Linked DNA regions of Ovis aries: region 1 is linked to region 2. Evidence: chromatin contacts called from public Hi-C data. All regions are on one chromosome and are shown on one strand. Each heading gives the region's core, a stretch centred on a gene start, on an enhancer-like site or on the middle of the called end of the contact. The rest is flanking DNA. Distances are from core to core; before and after follow the strand shown.

Evidence for each region. Hi-C and Micro-C count contacts between places; a contact is called where the count stands out from the background.
Region 1: a contact with region 2 is called in a Hi-C map of hypothalamus, with 5 times the contacts expected there. The contact joins the enhancer-like site here to the promoter of GFAP in region 2. A contact is called at or near these places in 4 of 16 Hi-C or Micro-C datasets (blood, hypothalamus and tail adipose tissue).

Annotation. Positions count from the first base shown.
Region 1 is chr11:44,503,017-44,507,662 of ARS-UI_Ramb_v3.0, forward strand. NMT1 (N-myristoyltransferase 1) reads left to right here. Exons shown (of 12, transcript XM_027974409.2): 4 at 3,373-3,491; 5 at 4,054-4,145. Among named protein-coding and RNA genes, the nearest start is that of NMT1, 21 kb to the left of the region's middle. Within about 2 kb of position 2,950, at least 8 of the 54 cell types and tissues checked have an H3K27ac peak or open chromatin away from gene starts, as enhancers often do. A contact at or near this core is called in hypothalamus, where this site is marked.
Region 2 is chr11:44,358,559-44,362,847 of ARS-UI_Ramb_v3.0, forward strand. It overlaps GFAP (glial fibrillary acidic protein), which reads right to left and starts at 2,688. Exons shown (of 9, transcript XM_027974414.2): 1 at 2,219-2,688; 2 at 1,238-1,298; 3 at 944-1,039; 4 at 1-152. The coding sequence starts at 2,667.

The sequences.
Region 1 (4,646 bases), core at 1,700-4,199, 140 kb after region 2:
GCCCTGCAGTGCTTGCTTTTGGATCTTGAGTATTAGAAGGCAAAGAGAGAGTTTAGGGGTAGAGTGTGCTGAAAGGAACCAGGTTTGTCTTTCAAAGTTCCCAGTGTCCTCCACAGCTGGTTCATGGAGGCCCAGAGACAATCGGCTGCATTTCTGCCCCCTGAGAAGCAGCCCCCCACCTTCTTGGCCAGAGGTGCTCATGAGCCAGTAGAAGGTGGTGGGCAGGACCCCTGGGCCGCTCGCAACATTGCCGGCACCCCAGACTGCGAGTCTGTTCTGAGTGGCTTCTGCTTTCTCAGTTTCCTCTCACGCTGCTTGGTCAGCTTTGTCTTGCAGATGGTAAAGAGCCTTGAGATAACCTATGAGAACCAGTTTGTCAACACACAGCTCAAGACTTACCAGTTGAATATTTTGTATACAAGTTCACTCAGTTGACAAACACTTATTGAGTGCTCTTTGTACAATTCAGACCTCAGTATGTCACTGCGCCCTCCCATCCCCCTTAAAGACCCATTCAGAATGTCCCACAGGATAAACTCCGGCCTCTCGCAGCTTGCAGGATCCTCCACAATTAGCCCCCGCTCTTCTCTTCAGCCTCCTCTCCTAGTTTCTTTCCCCTCCTTTCATCTCCAGGTCTTGACTCTGTTCTTCCCACAGTGTACCCACCCTCCCTGCCCCACCCAGTCTACCCCTGCCTAATTCCTAATTATCCTTGAAGTCACATCTTTTTTTTCTTTTTATGCAGGATCTTAGTTCCCTGACCAGGGCTCGAACCTGTGCCCACTGCAGTGGAAGCACGGAATCTTAACCACTGGACCGCCAGGAACATCCCTGAGGTCACATCTTTAGATGTTTCTTCTAAGAGGTCTTTCCTCCATCTCCTCCTCATCCCCCCATACTTCATTATTGCGGACTTTCATTCTGCTGAGTGGCAAGCACCCGCTTGCTTTGTCTCTGGGCCCCATGATGACAAGGACCTGCATCCATGTCATTCATCAGCTCCTGCCCCAGAGCTGGCGCTGTCTAGGATTCCGAGAACAGGTGGTAAAGGTGCAAATGGCAATGCCTGGTGCAGGCAGGACCTGGTAGCCAGCCTGAATGAAATGATTTGGCCTTGAGACTATTGTCATCTGGTGGGGAGGATCACTTGTATCTTGTCCGTGAGATCATCTTGGGGAAAAACGATAAAAGTGTTCTGAAGTTTAAACAAAAGGGGGTATAAACTCAAAACAAGATAGGGAAAATTGATTAGCACCTACTCAAGACTAGAGTAGGGATCTGTGGTGTTTCCCAGGGGTCTGGCCCTTGGCTTACTGGGCTCAAAAAATTATACGTGGCAAGGAAATGAAAGTGGTTTGACTTCTAGTCAATTAATTCACAAGGACTACTTTATGAATTAATCAAAAGGCCAGTTTCTAAACTAGGGGAGAAAAATACAGCCTTTCTCTCAAGGAAACCTTCACTTGAGAGCAGCTTATAAATAGGAGTCAACTGGATTCTTCCTTTCTGTGACCCCATTGTTGTCTGTTGTTCGCAGTGTTTGACCCTTAGCACATTGGTTATGACTTGTTTCTTGACTATTTCCCCAGAAGATGGTATGTCTTGTGAGGCCAGGGACCTTTCCCCAGCCCTGTCCTGGTGCATGGTGTCCAGCCGGTGTTCAGTAAATGTGCTGGGCGAGAGTTAGATGGTCAGTTCTGATGGTTTTGTCCTTGGCTCATGGCCAGATGCAGCCATTTGCACTACACCTGCCCACGGATCCACCCCTGGGAGGGTCCACAGTTGCCCGTTACACGTTAGAGTGGTGTGTTTGGGTCAGGAGCCTGACCATCAGTAAAAGCTTGAGCTGAATGACAGGAATGTGCAGAGCCCTGTGCTGAGAGCCGTGGACTCAGTGGGTCCTCTGTAAAGGCTCCTTGTTTATTTTTTACAAATTTTTGTTGTTTTCTCTTTTTTGTTCTTGTTTTTAATTGGAGAATAAGTGCTTAACGATGTTGTGTTGGTTTCTGCCATGCAGCAGCTCGAACCAGTCACTAGCACTGTATCTATTGCCTCCCTCTTGAGCCTCCCCCGCCCCTGTCCCTGTCCCCGCCCCCCCCGCTGCCACCACCACCACCACCCCCCCCCCGCCCCAGGCCATCTCGGAGCTCCGAGTGGGGCTCCTTGTGCCGTGCAGTGGCCTCCCGCTAGCTCGCTGGCTGCTTTACGCATGCTGGTGTATATACGTCAAAATTTTATTTATTCATTGCTGTGCTGAGTCTTCGTTGCTGCCCAGGGTCTTTCTCTAGTTGCAGGGAGCCAGGGCTACTTTCTAGGTGTGGCGCGCAGGCTTCTCATCGCAGCGGCTCCCCTTGTTGCAGAGCGCGGGCTCTAGAGTGCTGGCTCAGTAGTTGTGGCGCACAGGCTTAGGTGCTCCACAGCATCTGGAATCTTCCTGGACCAGCGATGGGACACATGTTCCCCGCATTGGCGGGTGAACTCTTAACCACCAGACCACCTGGGAAGTCCCGAAGACTCCATTTTTAAAGTGTACTAAACATTGCCTTTTTTTGAGTTGTGAACATGAATGAATAAGCTCTGAGCTGTAGAAAGTACTAGGGCCAAATAATTCCAGGGGCCGAAATGATGCGGCTGATGCGCCCGAGTTCTGTCAGAAAGGTTTGGTTTGGCTGGGGTTAGGAATTGGGGCTCTGTCTTCTCAGCATCCCCTGCACCCCTTGTGTACTGCACAGGGGAGGGGTGTCTATCCTGGGGGGATATTATGTCAGGGGGTGACTTCCCAGCAGCGTGGTGTAGACTCGGTGATTCAGCCCAGAGGCGTTCACAGGGCTGTAAACACCGTGGGCCCGAGTTGGCAGCTGCAGTTAACTGGCCCCTGTCGGTGAAGGCCCAGGCTGGCAGGACCCAGAGAGAGCCCGGCGCCTGGACGCCATTGTCCAGCTCAGGAATGGGTCTGGTATATTGTCACTGCTGTTGACACAAAAGCTGCCTTGTTGCAACGCCTTATAAATCCATCCAGGTCTATGGGCCTGGGCCAGAGCCATGACAACACTCTACACCAGCTGGGAGGCAGGAAGCCAAGTTAGTCAAGATACACGTTTGTCATTTAGTAACCAAAGGGAGGTTTAAAAGAAGGTCCAAGACACCAACCACCTTGGCTCCCGGGATTGTTCTGAAGTTTGGCCACGAATTGGCCCTCAGTTAGGGGCCAAGGGTAGCCAGAGAGACGGTCTGCCATTGCCAAGAAGAGAGTGTTCTTCGGATGAAGGGCTCCTGGGGACAGGAGGAATTTGCTGAGGTCAGTTTTTGAGCTGAGCCCCTTCCCTCCCCAAGAAAGCCAGCGGTGAAACTCATGGCCGTGTCTACTTGCAGGAGAAGTTGTGAACACGCACGGTCCCGTGGAGCCTGACAAAGACAACATCCGCCAGGAGCCCTACACGCTGCCCCAGGGCTTCACCTGGGACGCCTTGGACCTGGGGGACCGTGGTGTGGTGAGTAGGCCTGGGCTGACCACCAGCGTGGACAGGACACCATGTTCCCCGAGAGCCCAGCCACGATGGCTTCTTCTCGGGCCTTCCTCGAGGACTCTTCTAAGAAGAGCCGAGCCAAGCAGGGCTAGCAGATCCCTCCCATCTGTTGATCTGGGATCTGCCCGCAACTCCGCCTGAATAGCACACAGCGTCTCTGGCGCCGAGAGTTAACCCCTGCAGCCCGCTCCCCAAGGCGGATGCCTCTTCTTTGTGCTTTCATTTTCCTTGTTCGTCCATTCATTCAGTGAACGATGGAGTGGTCTGTTACTTGGATGACATTCTTGGCCTGCCACCCTTCCGGTGCTTAAGTCTGCCCCTCTACCCCTGGTGACTCAGTTTCCTCTTAAGCACTAGATTGCTTGTTCCAGGAGTCCCTGCCATGCCCGGATGAAAAGGATTTGTGAGATTAAATAGAGTTTTTGGTAGTTTGCCTTGTTCCCAACAGCTTGGAGCCCCAGGGTATTGGCCTTGGTCCCCCCACTCTGGCAGAATACTTCTAAGGTGGCCCCTCTTCTCTCTGCAGCTGAAAGAACTCTACACTCTCCTGAATGAGAACTATGTGGAAGATGATGACAACATGTTCCGATTTGATTATTCCCCAGAATTTCTTTTGTGGTGAGTTGTAAGGACTTTCCTACGGTTCTGAGGCCACAGAGGAGAAAAACAAGGCACCAGATTGCTCATCCCTCCTAAGTGCCAACCTTTTAATGGCAAATCGGTGTGTGGTTTTTGAGACTTGCTTCCAGTGGAGCTCAGAATTGAAACTTTATTTAAGGCACAATGACTGGGTGAGAAATTCCTTGATGGAATTGGTACCCAGAAGAAAAAATCGTCTGTTGTATAATGACTTTAGGTAAGAAGGGAAGGAGGGATGAGACCTGCTAAGATTTAAAAGAATAGAGGGTCATTTTCAGTCTTTCCTGAGCATGCTTGGTTGTATAGAAATGGCCTTGCCTGGCTGAGCACCCCCCTCCCCTTTCCGGCCTCATTTAATATCCAGGGAGGTAGGGCATGAGGCTGGCACAGAGGGGACCTGTCTGAAGGGGGAGGGAAAGGAAGACCGCCAGAGTGGAAGGCGGGGAGGAGATGGAGCCCAGAGCTCTAGAGGCTCCACAG
Region 2 (4,289 bases), core at 1,438-3,937:
TACCACTCCTCCGCCTCTTGCATGTTGCTGGACGCCACTGCCTCATACTGTGTGCGGATCTCTCTCAGAGCCGCTGTGAGATCAGGCTTGGCCACATCCATCTCCACGTGGACCTGCTGCTGGGCCAGCTGCTCCTGTAGCTCCCGCACCTCCTGGCCAGGGTGAGAGAAGGGTTGCCAGGCCTCAGGGACCAGCTGCAACTGGGGCTTCCCCCTAGCATCATGCCCTCTTCCTTGGACACGGATGTTGGCTAGGGGAGATGGGATGCTCCTAGTTGGAGGAAATGGCGTTGTCCAGGATAAGGGAAGAAGCAGGTTAGTTTGGGGGCCCCGGGATGTCCTCCTCCCAGGCCCGGAAGTCAGGAGCACTGGAAGCATGTCTGTGTTCTCATGAAAGAACGTCTGAGTCCTGGGGTGTGGGTGTCCCTATGGGTTCCTGGGTTCCCTGAGTCCATGGATTCTGAATCTATTATCTGAAGTCAGAGCTCAGCGGGGTCTTTTTTTTTTTTTTTTTTTTTAATGTATGGCTGTCATTTCAATGGAAACAGATGGCAGAGGGAGTGAAGTCATAGAGACCAACTATGTGACCTTAGCACATTCTTTAGCCTTTCTGGGCTTCAGGGTTCTCCTCTGTGAAAAGGAGATAACACTGGAACCATCCCTATCTCACAGGGCTGTAGTGAAAAAGAATGAGGCAACAGGGCCCACTTTAAGTGGAGGGTGTGTCTGGGTGCATTCTACTAGGGGCTGGAGGTGCTCTCTTATCTGTCTCTAGCTCTGCCTCCCTCAGTCTTTCTCTGCCTCTCTTTCTCTGTCTCTCTCTCATTTTCTTTCTCTGTCAGTGTGTCCCTTTCTCTCTCTGAATATCTGTCTCTGTCTCCCCATCTCTTTCCCTCAGTTCCAGTCTCTGTGTTGGCCTTTTTTCCCCTCCTTCCCGATCTTACCTCCTCATGGATCTTCCTCAAGAACCGGATTTCCTCCTCCAGAGACTCAATCTTCCTCTCCAGATCCAGACGGGCCAGGGTGGCTTCATCTGCTTCCTGGAGCAGGGCGGGGCAAAGGGCCGCTCTGACCCCAGACTCATCCTCTCTGCTCCCTAGTCTAATCTGATCTCTCCTTTTGCGGCTGGTGGGGGGCAGGGAGAGCACGTTGCTCTGGAGGGTTGGGCTTAGGGACTGTGTTTGGGTGGGCTGCCATCAACATTTTCCCCCTCCCTGATCCTTCCCCACCACCCTGACCTGTCGATAGGCAGCCAGGTTGTTCTCAGCCTCCAGCCTCTGGTTGGTTTCATCCTGGAGCCTGAGGTAGGGAGATACACTCCTGGGTCTGGGCTCTTCTGACGACTATGGGGACCCCTCCCCTGATCCCTCTGTCAGAGAGATACTCCCCCACCCTCAGGAGCAGTGGAGCAGAAGGAGGAGTGAGGGGCAGGATTCTAGACAGAGCTTTGGCCAGAAGGGTGAGCAGACAAGAGCCTGCGCTTTAAGTCATTACCAAGGTGCCTTATCAGGGTTGCTGCACCTGCTCCTGCTCACACAGGCGCTTCCACCAACCTATACTCACTCCTGCCATACACACACACACACACACACACACCCCACACACGTCTTCTCGCACTTGAAGTCACACACGCATACTCTGCCAGTTGGCAAGGACTATGCCCCTGGCATTTCCTCTGACCTTCGGAAATGGGTTTATTAAGATCTCCACTTTACAGCTGTGCTAGCTGAAGCACCTTGACTAGGGTCGTAAGCTGGGGACAGGCAGAGTCACCTGTGTTCTGAAGCCAGGCTTACCTGCTGTCTCCCTGTGGCCTGTACCCCAGCCCAGTCCTCCTGGTGCACCCCCATATTCCTATCCAGTACCTCCACTAGACAGAGCTAAGAATAAGTGTATTCTCTGTGCACAGTCGCAAGGCCCCGCAGTGAATAAAACAGAGAGCCTGCCCGCTAGGGTCCCCGACTGTCCACTTTCCTCAGCAGGAAGGTGCTGACGGTACAGCGGTTCCCTGGAAGAAGGATTTGGGGAATCAGATCCCCGGAAATCAGATTCTGGGCCTCGTCCCAGGCCCTCCATCATCTGGAAACAAGGATCGCCCTCCCTCCTAAAGGCGGGAAATGGGAACAGGAAGGCAGAGCCCCGCCTGAGACCTGCAGGCGCCCCTTCCCGGGACTCAGTCCTCCCGGTTCAGGAGGCCCCTCTGTGGCTCCCCTCCTCACTTCTGCCTCAGGGTGCCCAGGTCCTGTGCCAGGTTGTCCCTCTCCACCTCGAGCCGGGCGCTGTTGGCGGTGAGTTGATCGAGCCGTAGGCGCAGCTCGCGCAGCTCTGCCTGGTAGACGTCGGCCAGCTTGGTGGGCTCCTTGGCCCGCAGCTGGTTGAGCTCGGCAGCCAGCGCCTTGTTCTGCTGCTCCAGGAAGCGCACCTTCTCAATGTAGCTGGCAAAGCGGTCGTTGAGCTCCATCATCTCTGCCCTCTCGCTGGCCCGGGTCTCCTTGAAGCCGGAGTTGAGTGCCCCGGCCAGGGAGAAGTCCACCCGGGCCGGGAGTGGAGGCGGCATTCGAGCCAGGGACAGGCGGGTGCCAGGACCCAGGCGGCGGCCCCCCACCACCATCTCCGAGGAGGAGACATAGGAGCGGCGAGCCGCTGAGGTGACCCGTCTCCTCTCCATCCTGGCCTCGCTCTGCCTGCTCCTGAGATGTGCAGGCTTTAAGGAGGAGGGGACCAGCCTGGCACGGCCCAGGCTGCCCCTGGCAACGCCCCCTGGCATAGCCTGAGGGGGTGGTGCTGGGCCACAGCCCAGCCACGGGGAGAGCGCCTCTCACCCCACCGAGGCCACTGTGCCCCGAGGCAGGGCCACCAGAGCATGCCAGCCTCTGTCTGGCTCCAGACAGAGCTGCTAGTGGGCAGTTCCTGGGGCCGATGCTGTGTCTGAAACTCTGACCACTGAGCAAGCAGACTCTCTGGGATGGTGGGTCAGGGAAGGGCTGGACCAGATGACCCCTGACCCGTCTTCTAACTCTTAGATCCCATGACCCAGACCCTCCAGCATTCTCCTTCCAGTGCCTGATAGATGTTGGGAACTTGAATAAACCTGTTCCCTACTCTCAAGAAACAGCCTGTGTTAGATTTCCTGACAGCCTCAGTCCCAGCATATTCCTGCCATCCTCCCCTCTGAGTGCAGGCGTCTGCATTCCTGCTGTCTCCCCATCCTCTGGAGTTTTGGGGCTGTGGGCTGGAATTAGAACCAACCCTTTGTCTGGAGGGTCAATCGAGGCCTCTATCTAGCAGTGGGGGGATAATGGAAGGAATGTGGGGCTCCTGATAGGGCCAGAGGGGGCAGGTGCTGCACTCCCAGGCGCCCGCCCCCCCACTCCTGGGGCCACCCTGAAGCTCCGGGCTCAGCCTCACTGGGTTCACCCCAGCTTCCCTGCAACCCCTCCCAGAGCCCAGGCCTTGACAGCTCCACAAAGCACTTATGAATGAGCTGGCTGTCCCAACTCCCATCTTTGTCCCTGTAACATCCCATTTCCCTGGCCCCCTCTCACCTCACTCTCACAGTGGAGATTTATCTCCTTCAAATTCCCACACAAGTTCCCAGGCTGAAAGGCTGGGAAAGGTTTCTGGGGATGAGTGGGTTTGGGTACTGAGGAGCCAGTGGTTCTGAACTGGGAACCCGGGTCCAGTGCCCTGTGGGCCCTTGAGATTTCAGATCCATCCACCCCGTCTATCTGGCTGCCTGGTGGTCCACCCAGGCCCTCAGCCATCTGTGCCCCTGGACTTCTGGGAAGCAGACAGCCTTCCTCTCCTGCACCACCCCCTCTTGCTGCCCACTGCCCATGCCTGGGCCTCCGATCCCTTTTCCCGGGCACTTGCTGAATGAAGCCTTGTTCTCCACCACTGGTGAGGGCGTCGCTCAGCGAGGGCAGCCCCTCAGGGGGCCTGTGCTGTTTTCATCCCAAGATGCCAGCCTGTTGGGCGGGGCGCAGCCCAAGCCCCTTGCTCAAAGAGCTTCTCGGAAAGCATTTGAGGGGAGCTGGGGTGCTGCGGGGAGCGGGCTCTGTGCCCACCCTGACCATTGTGTCTGTGCCAAGGTGAGTCATTCAGTGGGCACCAGGAAAGGCCCTGGGGGGTGGCCCAGCAGTGCCAGGGCTCCAGCACTGCAGACAAGGCCTGACTGCTAGTCCCCTCCCCTGCTCTCAGAGCCAGCTCAGCCCCTAAGCCCCTGTCCCAGCAATACCCCTTCCTCCACACCAGGGGAGGTGCTCTTCATTTGGGCATGTTTTACAGGCT